Regions from separate parts of the Mus musculus genome. Here region 2 is linked to region 1. Evidence: chromatin contacts called from public Hi-C data. All regions are on one chromosome and are shown on one strand. Each heading gives the region's core, a stretch centred on a gene start, on an enhancer-like site or on the middle of the called end of the contact. The rest is flanking DNA. Distances are from core to core; before and after follow the strand shown.

What was found. A called contact is a pair of places that touch in the nucleus more often than the background predicts.
Region 2: a contact with region 1 is called in a Hi-C map of liver, with 2.6 times the contacts expected there. The contact joins two enhancer-like sites. A contact is called at or near these places in 2 of 484 Hi-C or Micro-C datasets (both in liver), 1 of 115 datasets of contacts at active chromatin or transcription factors (embryonic stem cells) and 3 of 9 other capture datasets (adipose tissue, liver and pancreatic islet).

Annotation. Positions count from the first base shown.
Region 1 is chr16:32,568,282-32,572,183 of GRCm38.p6, reverse strand. No RefSeq gene overlaps it. Among named protein-coding and RNA genes, the nearest start is that of Tfrc, 39 kb to the left of the region's middle. Within about 2 kb of position 1,878, at least 14 of the 459 cell types and tissues checked have an H3K27ac peak or open chromatin away from gene starts, as enhancers often do. A contact at or near this core is called in liver, where this site is marked.
Region 2 is chr16:32,683,733-32,687,205 of GRCm38.p6, reverse strand. No RefSeq gene overlaps it. Among named protein-coding and RNA genes, the nearest start is that of Gm34766, 13 kb to the left of the region's middle. Within about 2 kb of position 1,600, at least 7 of the 459 cell types and tissues checked have an H3K27ac peak or open chromatin away from gene starts, as enhancers often do. A contact at or near this core is called in liver, where this site is marked.

The DNA of each region.
Region 1 (3,902 bases), core at 629-3,128:
TTATGCAGAGTTTACTTCTAGATAAATCCACAGTAGGTAGGTAGTAAACGAAACCTTGTAACTTGGAATAGAGAGAAGAAAGTTGGATGGGAAAAAAAGGCAGAAGCAGGAGAATCTCTGTGAGTTCAAGGCTAGCCTGGTCTACATTTCAAATTACCAGACAGTCGGAACTATGTAGAGAGACTTAAAGAGACCCCGTCTCGATAAACAAACAAACAGACAGACAAATTCGTGGAAGAAAGAAAGCAGCCAGCTTTGTTTTTTGTTTGTGTAGTGCTTGTGTAGCACAGACACAACACCTAATAGAGTACAGAAGTGGTACTCCATACCCTGACGTCTCAAAACACGGCAAAGCACAGTTACAAGTGGTTTAAGGGCATAAATGTGGAAGGCCAGACTATTCATCAATTGAAGAAAACAATAGAGAAGACGTTGCTGAGTCTGATGGCGTTGACTTGTGATCCAATTACTTCAGAGCCACAGTCAGGAAGACCACAAGATCAAGTCCAGCTTGGGCAACTCATTAAGACCCTCTCTCAAATTTAAAAGTAAGAAAGAGGGTAGAAGGGGAGATAGACCAGTAGGTAAAGTGAGTACCTTGCAAACATGAGGACCTAAGATCTTCAGGACCCATGATTTATAAATGTGGAAAGCTTTGGGGGCCTGCTTCTAGGAATTTGGCAGGAATTTGGCCCTCGGCTAGGACACAGAAGTAGGCTCGAGATGGATACAGCTGAGGAATGTGTTACTTCCTCCTCTGCCCTCTGGGAAGAGAGGGGCCCAGCCTACCACCAACAGCAGAGCTCCAGTAGAGAAATTCCTCACACCAAGCTCTCTACTCTCTACCCAAGTTCAGTCACGTTGCGTATAGATGCAGTTCTTCTATCCCTGTAACTGACCAGAACCTAACACCAGAGAGTATTTAATAGCTACAGTATTTAATGGCACCCAGAACAGCGTGTCCTCTCATCCAAATGGAGTTTCTTGTTTTACTGTGATTTGTATGTGTCTATCTTTAGGCCATCACGAAAAAGAAGATGCATTTGGCAAAGGCAGTCCAGAGTAGAGGAAGGTGTGACAGTTACCCAGAGGGAAGGAGGAACCTTGCAGAGTTTTGTTGCTTTGGTTGTTTGAGACAGGGTCTCCTTAGGTAGCCCAGGCTGTCCTGCAACTTGCTGTGTAGACCAGGCTGGCCTTGAACTCTTCAGAGATCTGCCTGCCTCTGCCTTCCAAGTACTGGGATTAAAAGCACGTAGCATCACACCTGTCACCTCGTGGGACTTTTATGGGAATTATTTTACACAGTGTTCTGGAAATCATAATTCATGGGGTTTTCTTTACTCATATGAAGGAGAAAAAAATGGATCCACTGAACTTCTTTGAGATGTGATTAATTAAAAAAAAATAGTACCAGGGGCAAGAGAGATGGCTCTGCTGTTAGGAGTTCTGACTGCTCTTCCAGAGGCCACAGGTTCAATTCCCAGCATCCGTCCATGGGTGGGCTTGGGGCTGCAGCTGGGACCATGGGAGCCCAGAGATTAAGCTCATACAAGTCGTTCCCTGCCTTGTGATTTTCCATTTTGACTGTCGTCTGTCTTGGCTCTCTGCCTAAACAGACACCTTGTCAGAGCACGGGCTGGACACAGACAAGGGAGACAGCATCAGCGCTGGATCCCTTAGGCTGACAGCTCACAGAAGTCAGCCTGGCAATCAAACCAGGAACAATTACATTCTACAAATCCACAAGGCTAGTGGCTGCAGGCTTCTGTGAGAGGAAGTCAGTGCATGGGAGCCTGGGCTGGTAACTTTCTTCCTCTCTGCCATTGCTAACATTCTCTTTAGTGTCCCGCATTTAAGCCACGCAAACAATGCTTTTTGTACCATGGGAAAAATTCACTGTGTCAGGAAAACATATTGCAACATCTTTTCAGGATTACCTTGTCTCTTTACTTTGGGTCTTTATTTATCTTTCTGTCATGTGATTTAAATAGGACACAAGAAATAATTCTTACCCCACAAACACCTGGACGGGACTTAAAACAAATGCTAGGTTGTGCCTCTGATACATACTGTTCAATAGGGGACCCACTCAAATGCTGACATTTGCTGGCAAAACCTAGATAGAACTTGGATGCAAATGTTTGTAGAGCCAGATCTGGTGGTACACTTGGGAGCTGAGGCAGGAGGATTTCTCAAGTCTAGAAATCTTAGGTCAGCTTTGAAAACTAGAAAAAGAAAAAGAAAATAAGGAAGGAAGGGAAGAGAGAAGAAGGAGGAAAAAACCCTCTATAAGCCATACATGGTGGCACATACCTTTAATCCCACACTTGGGAGATAGAGGAAGGCAGATCCCTGGATTCAAGGCCAGCCTGGTCTACAGAGCATGTTATAGGACAGCTAGGGATACACAGAAACACTGTATCTCAAAAAATAAAAATAAACCAACCAGCAAACAAATAAATGAGGACATAGAGAGATGGCTCAGTGGTTAGAAGTACTGGCTGCTCTTCCAGAAGACCCAACTTTGATTTCCAGCATCTACATGGTGGCTCATAGTTGTCTATAACTCCATTTCCAGGGAGGCTCTTACACCCAATTTTGGCCACCAAGGGCACAAGACACACATGTAGTGCACAGACATACATGCAACCAAAACACCCCATAATTGTAAAAATATAATACGAATGCTGTTTTTTTGAAAAAACAACAACAACAAAACTGAGATTTATTTTAATGAAGTGGGCTATTTCATCCAGCATGTCCAAAATTTACCATGCGGATAGATAATTAGCATAACATTAACATGGTATTTTACATTCCTTTTTTTCCCTATGAAGTCTTATAACATGCTATGTATTTTATATTCAGAGAACAACTCAAATACTTGCTGGCACATCTTGATGGTTCACAGGGCCACTTGTGGAGAGCCGTGAGCAATCGCCATTACAAGATGGCGCTGGCTTCCACAGTGCCTACCTAGTAAACAAGCAATGTGCGCAGGTGCTGGAGTAATTTCGTGCCAAGTCACTGCCCATCCCGGGGTGTAGGAGTGGGGTGATGAGTGAGCAGCTAATCAGGAGCTGACACGTCACACAGAGGGGTATTTAAGCAGCTCCATTTTCCGGGTTAAAGCTTTGCCATAGAAGGATCTGGTTGTCCGAGTGTGCTTTGCTGGCGAAACGTTACAAGGACAGCCACTGGTTTAGCAGAAGCTTAGAGCACCAAGTCCAAATTCCCCTGCTTGACCTTCCAGATCTTTCTTTCCATCTGACCCAGGCATGCTTATCCTTACTCCTGAGAAGAGAGGAGAGGCCATAGAGAGCTTCCCTAACGTTCCATCTGATCCCATGAGAGATGGCAAGGAACTTGCTTAAGTCATAAGACTAATAATGGCAGCAGGGAGACTTCCCTGACTTCTAGAGCAAACTCGTGTGTGGGGAGGGGCAAAGCTGGTAAATCCTGCCCCTTAGGAAAACATTGCCAGTGCAGAGAATTATCAGGAACAAATGGACAGCTCCTCCCCTGGCTCACTGAGGGTTTAGCACATCTCAGCACCTCAGAACTGGGTGCTGACGGTTAGTCACCCCACAGCCAGCCTCATGACCGGCTCTGGTGGGGGCAGCTGGCCTTCTGGGGAAAACTGGTGCTGGCTGTAAGCCACAGGGACTTGGAGAGGATCACGTGGATGGAGGGCAAAGCCGGAGGCTCCACAGATTGACCCCCTAGCTCCCTGCTGTCGGTCACCCTGGGATAAGGCCAGGGTCTCCCAGGTGGAATGTCACCATCCTATGGAAAGCAGGGGATGGGGAAGACAGGCCACAGGAGGACAGAGGGCTTCTGGCTGCAAAGGTGCTAAAGCCCTCTCCTTGTGGAAATGAAGAGCAAAGGTTGTTCTTTCAATG
Region 2 (3,473 bases), core at 351-2,850, 120 kb before region 1:
AATAAAAAAAAAAAAGGACTTGAGGCCCCATACAGCCTATTTCCCCATTCATGACGTGACCTACAACTATTTTTAGAGTTTGAAAATTTGATTTTTGTTTAACTAACAAGTTTCCTCCATTCTAGGTAAGGGATCTATACCATGAGTTGAACTTTAGATTCTAGGCATCTTAACTAGAATCCATCTTTTTTATACTTCTTTAAGACATCATACCGCAATTAATAGTATAATTAGGGTTTGCATGGCAAAGGACCACACACATTGCATAGTGTGACATGGGGCTGCCTGGGATCCCAGGTCTGAGGCAGCTTTCTCATTTATGTGAAGGCTTCTACATCTCCCTCCTCTAACACACACACACACACACACACACACACACACACAAGCCACACCATCATATACATAGACACAGTCATACATATATACACACACAGCCACACACCACACATATACACACTCATACACACAGACACTCTCACATATCACATACACTCATACAGAAACACACTCACTCACATATCCACACACTTATCACACACACACCTAGGCATATACACACACATCTACAAACCAAACATATATACATGCACGTACCACATCCCAGACACACACATGACATATACACACACGACATGTACACACATACACAGCACACACATACACTTTTTTCCTTTCTGTAAGATTTATTTTATGTATATGGGTAACCCGTTGCTCTCTTCAAACACACCAGAAGAGGGCATTGGATCACATTATAGGTGATTGTGAGCCACCATGTGGTTGCTGGGACTTGAACTCAGGACTTCTGGAGGAGCAGTCAGTCCACTTGCTGCACTGCCCACTTGCCGCCATTTCCTGTCTCCAGAGGGTGAAGAACAGTCAGCCTGGGACAACATCTGCCTGAAATCTGCAGCTGGCTATTCCAGAACTCAGCAGGACACGGCCCCTGGGCACAGTCCACCAGTCCCTTTAACTGCAGCATGGTGGGCTCTGAAGGCTCCATCCCCCAGAGCTGCCGTGCTTCTGGCCCACTGCAGTCAAGAGCACCAGCATGATTCAGCACCCTGAGTGTTTCTGCGGGCTGTTTTTAAATAGTGTCAAGTCCCATAAGCAGACCTTGAACTTGGTTCTGGCTTCAATGCCTGAGTGCCTCCCTTCCCTGCCTGGTAGCACTATGCCTCCCTCCAATGTCTTTAACGAATCCCAGCTGTCCATTTACTTTCCGTGATTTATCTTGCTTCCTAAAGCTTATATCATCTGTAGGATTCAAAGGAGCTTCCTGGATCTAGTTGCTTCCTAAAAGTCAGCAAGAGATTAGTAATCTTACATTTAAAAAGATCCACAGATATTAATAGGTAATTCACAGAGAAAGGGAACATGAGAGAGTTTACTTGTTCCTTGTTATTGGGGGGGCTGTGTGTGTGTGTGTGTGTGTGTGTGTGTGTGTGGACACATGTGAAGTTAGAGGACTGACTTTTGGGATTCTGTTCTCTCCTTCCACCATGGGTTCCACGACTCAAAATCAGGTTACCAGGCCTGCACAGTAAACGCCTTCAACCACGGAGTCATCTACTTGGCCGCCCTTTTCTGTTTGTTTTTGAGACAGGCTCTTATGATGAAACCCAGCCCCGGGTTGACCTGGGACCTACGCCGATCCTCCTGCTTTGGCTTCCGGAATGCTGAGATTACAGACAGGCACCGGCACTCCTGGCCTCAGCTTACTTTTTATTTACTTATTTTACAGTGGTGCTGAGGGTTCGAATCCAGGTTCCATGCCTGTGCAGAGCACTGTTCCCACTGCAACATCTCGTCTAGCTCAAATTACTTTAAAAAATGTGTTTGTGTGTCTATTTTGCTTACACATAAGTATATGCACTGCATGTGTGTGTGGTGATCACAGTGGTCAGGCATCAGATCCCCTGCAAATGGAATTACAGCTGGTTGTGAGCTGCCACGTAGGTGGCCTCAAGAGCAGTAAATACTTCTAACCCCTGGGCCATCTCTCCAGTCCCACAACTTACTTTTTGAGAAGTCTACTTACTCTGGAGAGGCATGCAAACGGAAAACTCCCACCACGATCTGCCACCAGGCAGTCTGGGTAGGGCCAGGGAGCTGCTTACGACGCGGCCACAACTCTCACTGCTGGTGGAACCACTGAACAATCTCACAGTCTCCATCACGGCCCTGGAGCTCACTACCCACAACGCCTCATCCAGTCTCGCCAGTGAGAACATTGCACACACCCAGATTACTGCCACAGTGGCTGTAACTGCTAAGGATGGCCAAGAACCAAACCAACCAAAATTCTAAGGAAGTTTCCAAAAATTATCTGTTTAAAAAAAGGAGAACAGAAAGACACATGCTCCACTATGTTCATAGCAGCCTTATTTATAATAGCCAGAAGCTGGAAAGAACCCAGATGTCCCTCAACAGAGGAATGGATACAGAAAATGTGGTACATTTACACAATGGAGTACTACTCAGCTATTAAAAAGAATGAATTTATGAAATTCCTAGGCAAATGGATGGACCTGGAGGGCATCATCCTGAGTGAGGTAACCTAATCACAAAAGAACTCACATGATATGCACTCACTGATAAGGGGATTAGCCCAGAAACTTAGAATACCCAAGATATAAGATACAATTTGCAAAACACATGAAACTCAAGAACTAAGACCAAAGTGTGGACACTTTGCCCCTTCTTAGAATTGGGAACAAAACACCCATGGAAGACAAAGACACCCATACAGAGACAAAGTTTGGAGCTGAGACGAAAGGATGGACCATCTAGAGACTGCCATACCCGGGGATCCATCCCATAATCAGCCTCCAAATGCTAACACCATTGCATACACCAGCAAGAGTTTGCTGAAAGGACCCTGATATAGCTGTCTCTTGTGAGGCAAGTGCCTGGCAAACACAGAAGTGGATACTCACAGTCAGCTATTGGATGGACCACAGGGCCCTCAATGGAGGAGCTAGAGAAAGTACCCAAGGAGCTAAAGGGGTCTGCAACCCTATAAGTGGAACAATAATATGAACTAACCAGTACCCCCGGAGCTTGTGTCTCTAGCTGCATATGTAGCAGAAGATGGCCTAGTCGGCCATCATTGGGAAGAGAGGCCCCTTGGTCGTGCAAACTTTATATGCCTCAGTACAGGGGAACGCCAGGGCCAAGAAGTGGGAGTGGGTGGATAGGGGAGTGGGGGAAAGGTATGGGGGACTTTTGGGATAGCATTAGAAATGTAAATGAAGAAAATACCTAATTAAAAAAAGGGGGGGGGGAACGCACAGGAACCTTTGATAAGGGCAGAGAGGATGAGGGAAGTGGGCAGCTGAGGTGGACGCCCTGCTGTGTACTCTCTGTACCTTCTGAATTCAGAATCACTTAAATACATTATTCAGAGAAACAAAATACAAATGGCTGTACCTACTGAAGCCCTGGGTGACGTCTGCTTCTGGTCCAGCTCCAAC